2 separate regions of the Danio rerio genome follow, and region 1 is linked to region 2. Evidence: chromatin contacts called from public Hi-C data. All regions are on one chromosome and are shown on one strand. Each heading gives the region's core, a stretch centred on a gene start, on an enhancer-like site or on the middle of the called end of the contact. The rest is flanking DNA. Distances are from core to core; before and after follow the strand shown.

The links. Hi-C and Micro-C count contacts between places; a contact is called where the count stands out from the background.
Region 1: a contact with region 2 is called in a Hi-C map of hematopoietic stem cells, with 2.1 times the contacts expected there. The contact joins the promoter of prdm2a here to the enhancer-like site in region 2. A contact is called at or near these places in 2 of 18 Hi-C or Micro-C datasets (embryo and hematopoietic stem cells) and 1 of 4 datasets of contacts at active chromatin or transcription factors (gastrula embryo).

Annotation. Positions count from the first base shown.
Region 1 is chr8:28,756,288-28,760,419 of GRCz12tu, reverse strand. It overlaps prdm2a (PR domain containing 2, with ZNF domain a), which reads right to left and starts at 2,108. Exons shown (of 3, transcript XM_073910437.1): 1 at 2,061-2,108; 2 at 199-258. The coding sequence starts at 217.
Region 2 is chr8:28,620,300-28,624,962 of GRCz12tu, reverse strand. It overlaps kazna (kazrin, periplakin interacting protein a), which reads left to right. Exons shown (of 15, transcript NM_001128289.1): 9 at 1,650-1,855; 10 at 2,009-2,127; 11 at 4,144-4,375. Among named protein-coding and RNA genes, the nearest start is that of tmem51a, 12 kb to the right of the region's middle. Within about 2 kb of position 1,697, at least 9 of the 62 cell types and tissues checked have an H3K27ac peak or open chromatin away from gene starts, as enhancers often do.

The DNA of each region.
Region 1 (4,132 bases), core at 859-3,358, 140 kb before region 2:
CTATCTATCTATCTATCTATCTATCTATCTATCTTTTTCTGTTCCAACCACAATTAAACACACCTGAACCAGCTAATCAAGCTCTTTCTTATACAAGAAACATCCAGGGAGGTGTGTTGAAGGAAGTTGGAGGTACACTATACAGAACACCGGCCCTCCAGGAACAAGTTTGCACACCCCTGATATAAACGAACTTACTGTTATATGATCTCCACATGTCTTAATTGTCCTCTATCTTGGATTTGCAGGCGAGGCCCCCTGTTGGTTAAAAGGAAAACTTAATTTATTGATATGTTTTGTACAAGTCGAAATATATGTTATGTGGAACAGGTAGAGGTTGAGTAAATGATGGCAGAATTTTAATTTTTGGTTGAACTAACCCCAAGAACAAAGCGTTCAAAGATAAAAATAAGGCAAATCTGCACTAAAATGACAATATGTACAGTGCTCTGCAAAATTAAGTACATCCCCATTTTAAAAATGAATATTTGTATCCATTTCTCTGTTAATAAATGCAATGTTTATCAAACAGATATATTAAAATAAAAATAAAATTTTAGTCACCAAACATATTAGGAAATTGAAAGATGATACAATTTAAATCAAGCAAAATATTGCAAAAGATAAATTACAACCTACAAAAATTCAACCAAGTTTTTCCATATTTTTTTTCTCTTGATTTTTCCTCTTTATTAATATTTTTCTACAACACATAAATTTGGGTGTACTCATTTTTGGACCGTTATCGTAAGTTATTTTGTTAAATAAGCAAAGGATTTGGCTTTAGTACAGACTAATCTAATGTATATGCACAAATATAACATTGTATATCTTCTTATTAAAAATATTAATTTAAAAGAGAGATTTGTGAGGGGTGTACTTATATATGCTAAGCACTGTATCGATTTATGTCAGAATGTACGTCTGTTGTCTGTGTAATGGATAATTTAATATTTGGGTGTCAGATAAAAAAGCGACTTTTACTAAACCAGGGAAACACACTGTCATAAAAGCAATCTCATCATTAATTAATGAGCGAATAACAGCTAAGCATAAATTACTTAAGAAATCATAATACCGTCAATGGCTCTTAATTTAAACACAGGTAGGACAATAAGATGAGTTGAGCAAATTGTAGGGAAAACACACCACACAGCAGTGTTTTTCCAACACGTTTAGTGAGACCACATTATCAATTCAATTTGATATCTGAATAATTTATGTAAAATGACAGATATCTGGTGTAATTTCATATATTATATGCAATATCCATAAACGTTGCTGTATTACAAAATGAAATCACACGTGGCTGAAGATCTACAGACCGTAAAAGAAGTTACAATTTGTAGTCTACCTGTGGAGGTGTGGGTGGGGTCAGACAACCTTAGCCAAGCTAATATTAATAATCTCATTTCACAGACGCACTTTGGGGTCACATTCACAGGGCGTCCCAATTAAGTAAACAAACAACACACTGTCAAAACAATGACAACGCGCGAATCAATTGTCTTCAATGGTCAATAAATAACGTAATGCACCCATAACTGCCGCATTCATGTACATATGCGGGTAATCGATTAAACACGCAAGCAGCGGTTTATAATATCATACAGGCCTATTTAAAATTATACTGCTGCGCAAATATTTACTACACCACATAATGCATTGCTTAGCGATTACGTTAAAGTATTTAAATGGGGTATTATCGCGTAAACATGTCTGTTGAGCAGTCAGAGCGCACATGTTGCGATGTCTGACAGCCCTTTAAATAAAACAAACCCCGTTTGGCACTGTCGCTAAGCAGTTTCTGACGGGGTAGGTTAAGGTCACAAACACACGCTTCACGTTGCTTCGACGTGCATTTAGGTTAAGCCCCTTATATCCATGTTTGTTTTTAATAGCGTTAATACTTGCCACAATTATTAAAACTGCACGCGCAGTTAGCCCAAGTGCTCTCTGACAACACAACGGAGATTTACGTCGCAACGCTTAGGAAAAACATTTAATGCCATAATTTAGATTATGTCTGCCTTATGCTCTCTGTATTAAATATGCTGTACCTGTGCATTGCTTACCAGCTTTGTTGTGACGCCTCGCTGCTTGAGTCTGGTGGGCACGCGCAGGACGTACACTGCTGCAGACTGCACTGATGCCAAGGCGCATGTGCGAGATCTTAATGCACCTGTGTAGAACAAGGAGTATTAACACGCAATGCTAAACACGTCCTTTTAAGATGTACTCTCTTTTAATGCACTTGTTTTCAATTTGATTAAAGCAAATATATTTTCCCTTAGGGGCGACACTGTGGCTCAGTGGTTAGCAATGTCGCCTCATAGAAAGAAGGTCAGTTGGCATTTCTGTGTGGAGAGTGAATGTCCTCGTCGTGTTTGCGTGGGTTTCCGCCGGGTGCTCCGGTTTCCCCCACAGTCCAAAGACACAGTATAGAATAATTGAATTAACTGAATTGGCCATAGGGTATGAGTGTGAGTGAGTGTGTATGTTTCCAGTATTGGGTTGCAGCTGAAATGGCATCTGCTGTGTAAAGCATATGCTGGATAAGTTGGTGGTTCATTCCACTGTGGCGACCATTAATGACCCCTAATGCTTTAAATATGAGCACAACTTTATATATATATATATATATATATATATATATATATATATATATATATATATATATATATATAAATAAAGTTTTGCTTATATACACACACACACATATATATATATATATATATATATATATATATATATATATATATATATATATGTGTGTGTGTATGTATGTATATATATATATATATATATATATGTGTGTGTGTGTGTATGTATGTATGTATATATATATATATATATATATATATATATATATATATATATATATATATATATATATATATATATATATATATATATATGTATGTATATATATATATATATATATATATATATATATATATATATATATATATATATATATATATATATGTGTGTGTGTGTGTATGTATGTATATATATATATATATGTGAAATCAAAATTTGAACATAGCAGTTTTAATATGTTTAATATTTATTTCATCAAAGGGCAGCATTTATTTGATCAAAACTACAGTCAAACAGAAATATTGATATAGTTTAAAGTAACTTCTTTCTGTGTTAATAAGTTTAAATATGTATTTATTTGTAAACTTTATTTGTAGTTTATTTTTTGTGATGGCAAAGCAAAATCTTCAAAGATGGCAATTTGCCAAAGCTGTCAGATGATCCTGCAGATATTTTTCTGAAATAAGCTGATTTGCTGCTCAAGAAACATTTTATTTTTCTTATAATTGAAAATTCATTAATTTTTTTTTTTTCGGCTTAGTCCCTTTATTAATCCGGGGTCGCCACAGTGAATTGAATAAATTAAATTTAAAAATGAAAATGTTTATTATAATTGAAAACATATTTAAAATGTTTTTTTTAAATCTGGCTTTTTTGTTTGTTTGTTTGCTTGTTTGTTTGTTTAAGCTGTGATAAACAGCAATATGTGAATCTGTGGGTTAAATTGTCATCCTTCTCACTTACCATCTTTGCATGAAAAATAAGTAATCAATAAACAAAAAGCAAATCTAAAATATGTTAAAACAAATAAATTGTAGCTTTTAATACGTTGTTCATCAAATAAAATGTATTGCTGATGATAAGATATTGCATAAAGCATTCAGAAACATTATTGCTTCCAAACTATTGAAAGGTATGTTTTCAGAGACAATTATTTATTAGGCAAAGATCTTGAACTTATATTTGACTTTAAATGTTTATTTCTGATAGTTTTTTTCTCCCTATAGGGCAGCATGGTGGTTCAGTGGTTGTCAGTGTCCCCTCATAGTAAGAAGGTCTCTGACCCGAGTCCCGGCTTGGTGAGTTGGCATTACTGTCTGAATTTGTATGTAATCTCCTTGTTCACATGGGTTTCCTCCGGGTGCTCCGGTTTTTCCCACAGACCAAAGACATGCAGTCCAGATGAATTGGATAAACTAAATGGGCCGTTGTGTATATGTGTGCATGTGAATATGTATGGATGTTTACCAGTTCTGGATTGCAGCTGGAAGGGCATCGCTGTGTAAAACATCTGCTGGATAAGTTGGCA
Region 2 (4,663 bases), core at 448-2,947:
CACAATTCCAGTGTTTTAACCAATGAAGAGAAACTCAATACTAATTTTCAGTCACAAAATTTTTTTTAACATTTGTTTTTCTAATGTTCTAGTGACAGAAATAGAATTTCCAAGGGGTATTTAAGTATGCAAATTTATGGTAGGGTGTTTAGCTGAAAGCAGTATCTCAGACGAAACCAGACTAGACCCAAAAAAGTCAGTCTTTACAAGCACTTAGCAGCCATCTGCTTTGTCAGTCACAGATTTACAACCCCTGGACCCAAACACTTAAAGCTGATTCTGAGTAAACACTGCCAGAAGCTTTGCTTTTGGGATCACTAAAAACAACCCCATTATCAACCAATTATGAACGCTTGGGTTGATTGTTATTTTTGAAGGTAGTTTAGTGCTGCCGCCTACTGGTGAAGTTTGTGTTTGACAGCTCATTAGAAGCTTTAAAGCAGGGGTGCACACATTTTTTATTAATGAAGGGCCAAAAACCAAACTTGATTGAGGCTAGTGGGCCGAAGGTAAATATAGTTGCCATGCTTAATTTCCTAATTGTTTTAACAATATTTAAAATAACTAGAAATCGCTTTAGAATCGATTTAGAATTCCTAGAATTGCTTTGTAACAATCAATAAAAGAAAGATATTTTTGCATTTTTATAATGAACGTATTACAGTAAAAACAAAAACAACACGGCTGTGTTGACACAGTGACAGTGACAATCTCTGATAAAGGCAAAAACCTCTTCATCATTCTTAGTCTCTTCTCAGATAGGATGTTGGACCAAATAAAACTTTGGCCTGCAGGTCCTTCTATGGGCATCTATGCTTTAAAGCAATAATTTACCCAAAAATGAAATTTAGCACACTAATTACTCTCCTTCAGGTGGTTACAAACCTTTATGAGCATCTTTCTTCTGTTGAGCACAAAAGAAGATATTATGAAGAATGCAGTAAACCTGTAACCACTTCCATAGTAGGAAAAACAAACACAATGAAATTCCACGGTTACGCATTTTCTAACTCTTCAAAATAAATTAATGCTCAAAAACAGAAGAACTCCTTAAAAGTGTGGAACACTAAAGTAAATGATGACATTGTTTTTATTGTTGGGTGAACTATCCCTTTAATAGTGTGTTTGAAAACTTAAAGGGATACATCACTCAAAAATCAAGCTTTATTCATCATTTACTCATTCTCAAGTGGTTCCAAACCTTTATGAGTTTCTTTTGTTGGACACTAAATAAGATATTTTGAAAGAAAGCTGAATAATGTTACATGTAACCTTTGACTTTCATAGTAGGTAAAGCAAATAATATGTAAGTCAATGGTTACATGTTTCCACCCTTTATCGTTTTAAAATGTTTTCTTTTGTGGAGAAGAAAGTCAAACAGGTTTAGAACAGGTAAAGAGCAGATTTAATTTTCACTTTTGAGTGAATTCTATTTACATTACTATCCCTGTAATGTAAATAGAAGAAAACAACGTTTCCTCTTCGATATTTCTCCTATTAGTATCTCAGAATGAATACATAGCTTACATTACTTTAACAGGACCGCATTGTTGTGATGCCTGGGAAGAGGGAAGCGAGCGAGGTGAATATGCTCATGTAAATTTACCTCTCGTTAAGCTCCGCCCCTCTCTCCTAATCCACCAATCTAGACTCCGACAGTTTGTCAAGCCCCGCCCGCCTCAGCGTGAGCCTATCAGAATGCGAGGAGCAGCTGGATCGTCTTCAGCAGGTGGAGCTCGCGCGCTCGGCGCCCATGTGTCGTTGGAGGGCAGGAACCGTGCAGGCGTGGCTGGAAGTGATTATGGCCATGCCGATGTACATGCGCGCCTGTGCCGACAACGTCAAAAGCGGGAAGGTAAATGACAACCTGTCATTTTATTACTTAAACAGTTGTCTACGTCATTATTCTCTAATCTATTGCGCACTGCTGATCATATCAGCTTTTAATGCTGTAGGGTGTTTCAACAAGCAGTGTTTGGCATGAATGTTCAATCTGTGTCTTTATTAGGTCTTGTTAGTTCTTACGGATGAGGATCTGGGAAATGTTTTGGGAATCAGTAACTCAATGCATCGCAGGAAACTCCGTCTGGCCATTGAAGATTACAGGGATGCTGAAGCAGGACATGGGTGAGACATGCCATAAGACAACAACAAAAACATAACAGAAAATTCACTCATAGAGGAAACCCCTACAGTCCTCATTACTGACACAGTCAAGGTCAATTTAAAAACATCTTATTATTCGATGTTTGTAATGACAAGGCATGTTAATAGTTCAAAAAAGTAATTTAAACACTTTTATGTCACAATCAAACTAAAAATTATGCCAGAAAAGAAATCTGCCATCATTTACTTGCCCTTCACTTGTTTGATTTTCTTCATTCTTTTGAACATAAAAGAAAATATTTAGGAAAAAATGCTGGTAGCTGCGACCCGTCTAAATGTTTTCAGTTTTTTTTTCTTATTATGGAAGTCGATAGGTCTCAGCAATCAGAATTCTTCAAGATATCTTCTTTTGATTTCAACTGAAGAAAGAAACTCATAAAGGTTTTAAACCACATAAGGGATAATATATGAAAGGGAGACATTGGCTTTTACAGAGTTAGCTTAGCAATGCCAACAGCAAACAAAGTTTGGGGACTACAAAAAAAAAAAAACAAAAAAAAAAAAAAAACATCCGGGTTAGTGAAATCACAAACGCTTCAGGTCATGTGCATTCACCATGCGCATATACCCTTAGGGTGTGGCCCCAGATGCGCTGTAATGTTATTGCAGAGAAAGCTAAAATGCCGTCCAAATGCTGCTATTTCCACCAAGCTTCTTCTGTTTCTGTATTTGGGCTTTCAAAGGACACAACACAAAGAGAGAAGTGCTTGCAATTTAATTTCAATTACGTTCCAGAGAATAAAAAATATATAAAGCTAGCAAATGACAAAGGACAGCTTCCAAAATCTCTCAGTTCAGTGCTGCATTCGGCTAAAAAATCCTCAAAGAAGGAGCAGTTCCACGACGGAGACAACGGAAAATGCTGTTTGGCACTGTTAACAATTTAGCCACAAATTCATATTTATGCGTCAAACCACTGTGAACAGCCACAATCATCAGCAGCCACCTTCCCTGCATTCTACATCTCAAATAACAAACTAGCAAAAGGTATGTGACATTTCATCAAAGTGGAAGAAACTTGTCAGATTTTATTTTAGAAAGCAGCTGTGAGGTTCAGCTGTGTTCAGCTCCTCATTTTCTGTCCGGTTCAGGCTCAAACTGATATGGTTAACAGCAAAGAAAGCGTGTGCTTGTGGAGACATTGTTCACGCTTTTCCTGGTGACATGGAGCCGATCTGCGAATCACAGCACAATATGTTAGCTGACCAATCAGAGCCTCTTGAGGTCGGACCTTCGGAAGAACTAGGAAAAATGACAGTCGTTTTCATGTTAGCTGAGTAGCAGTAAATAATTAAAGTAGGATATTTTTTCACAAATGAAGCATGAGCACACATTGCTTTGCATCTTATAAACACAACCAAGCCTTAACAATACACTCTAGACCACCCCTTTAAGGTTCAGGCAACCAAATGATAGAAGTTTCCAAAATATCACAGAGGAATTCTTTATAAAAAAAAAAGAACATGAATGAAACAAGCTGTTTAATCTAGGTCCTGTGAATAGATACAGTCACTTTACTGTATATAATGGATTGGTTTGAGGGTGAGTAAATGATGACAAAATGTTCAATTTTGAAATGAAAACAGCATTGAACACCACTGAACAGTCATGAAATAACTGTTTGGTTTTGAACTTTTAGTATTTACTTAAACCATTAAAATGTCCTAAGATTGTATTTTATATATTTGTTAACCATATTTAAGGTAATTTAAACACACAGTAACACAAAACTAAAGCTTGATTATTGAACAATGGTATTTATAAATTGTATTAATTTTTTTACACATACAAAACAGATTTTATTCCTACTCTCAGTGGACATATTATAGTTACCTAGTACTGGGTTGCAGCTGGAAGGGCATCCGCTGCATAAAACATATGCTGGATAAGTTGGCGGTTCATTCCGTTGTGACCATCTGATTAATAAAGGGACTAAGCGGAAGAAGAATGAATGAATAAATGAATTGTGTGTCTCAGTCTTTCTAAAGCAGCTGAACTGGATCATCACTGGGTGGCTCAGGCATGGCTGACTGATGTGGGTCTCCCTCAATATTCCCAGTTCTTTCACACTCACCTTGTGGACGGACGTCTCCTGAGTACCCTCACACGTGCTGACTTGGAGAAACATCTGCACGTATCTAAAAAAGCCCACCAGAACAGCCTCCTGCTGGGAATACAACTGCTACACACGCTTAACTTTGACAAAGAGGTAAAAACACACACATAAACCCGAAGAAGAGTGTGCTGGGAATTCCCACAGGCACTAAAGCTTACCAAAAAGGAAAAACAACCATAACAAACATCATAAAAACACAGCAAGCTTCTATTGAGCACAACAGTTGGGTTCCAGAAGCAAAGGGGCATTCATTTGCTTTAAATAGGAAACAGATTTTAAAGACAGCCCTGTTGTGAGCTCAGACTTTATACTTGCTTTTGTTGAGCACATTTGTTCATAATAATTGAACTTATTTTTCAAATATTCATGTTTAATCACATA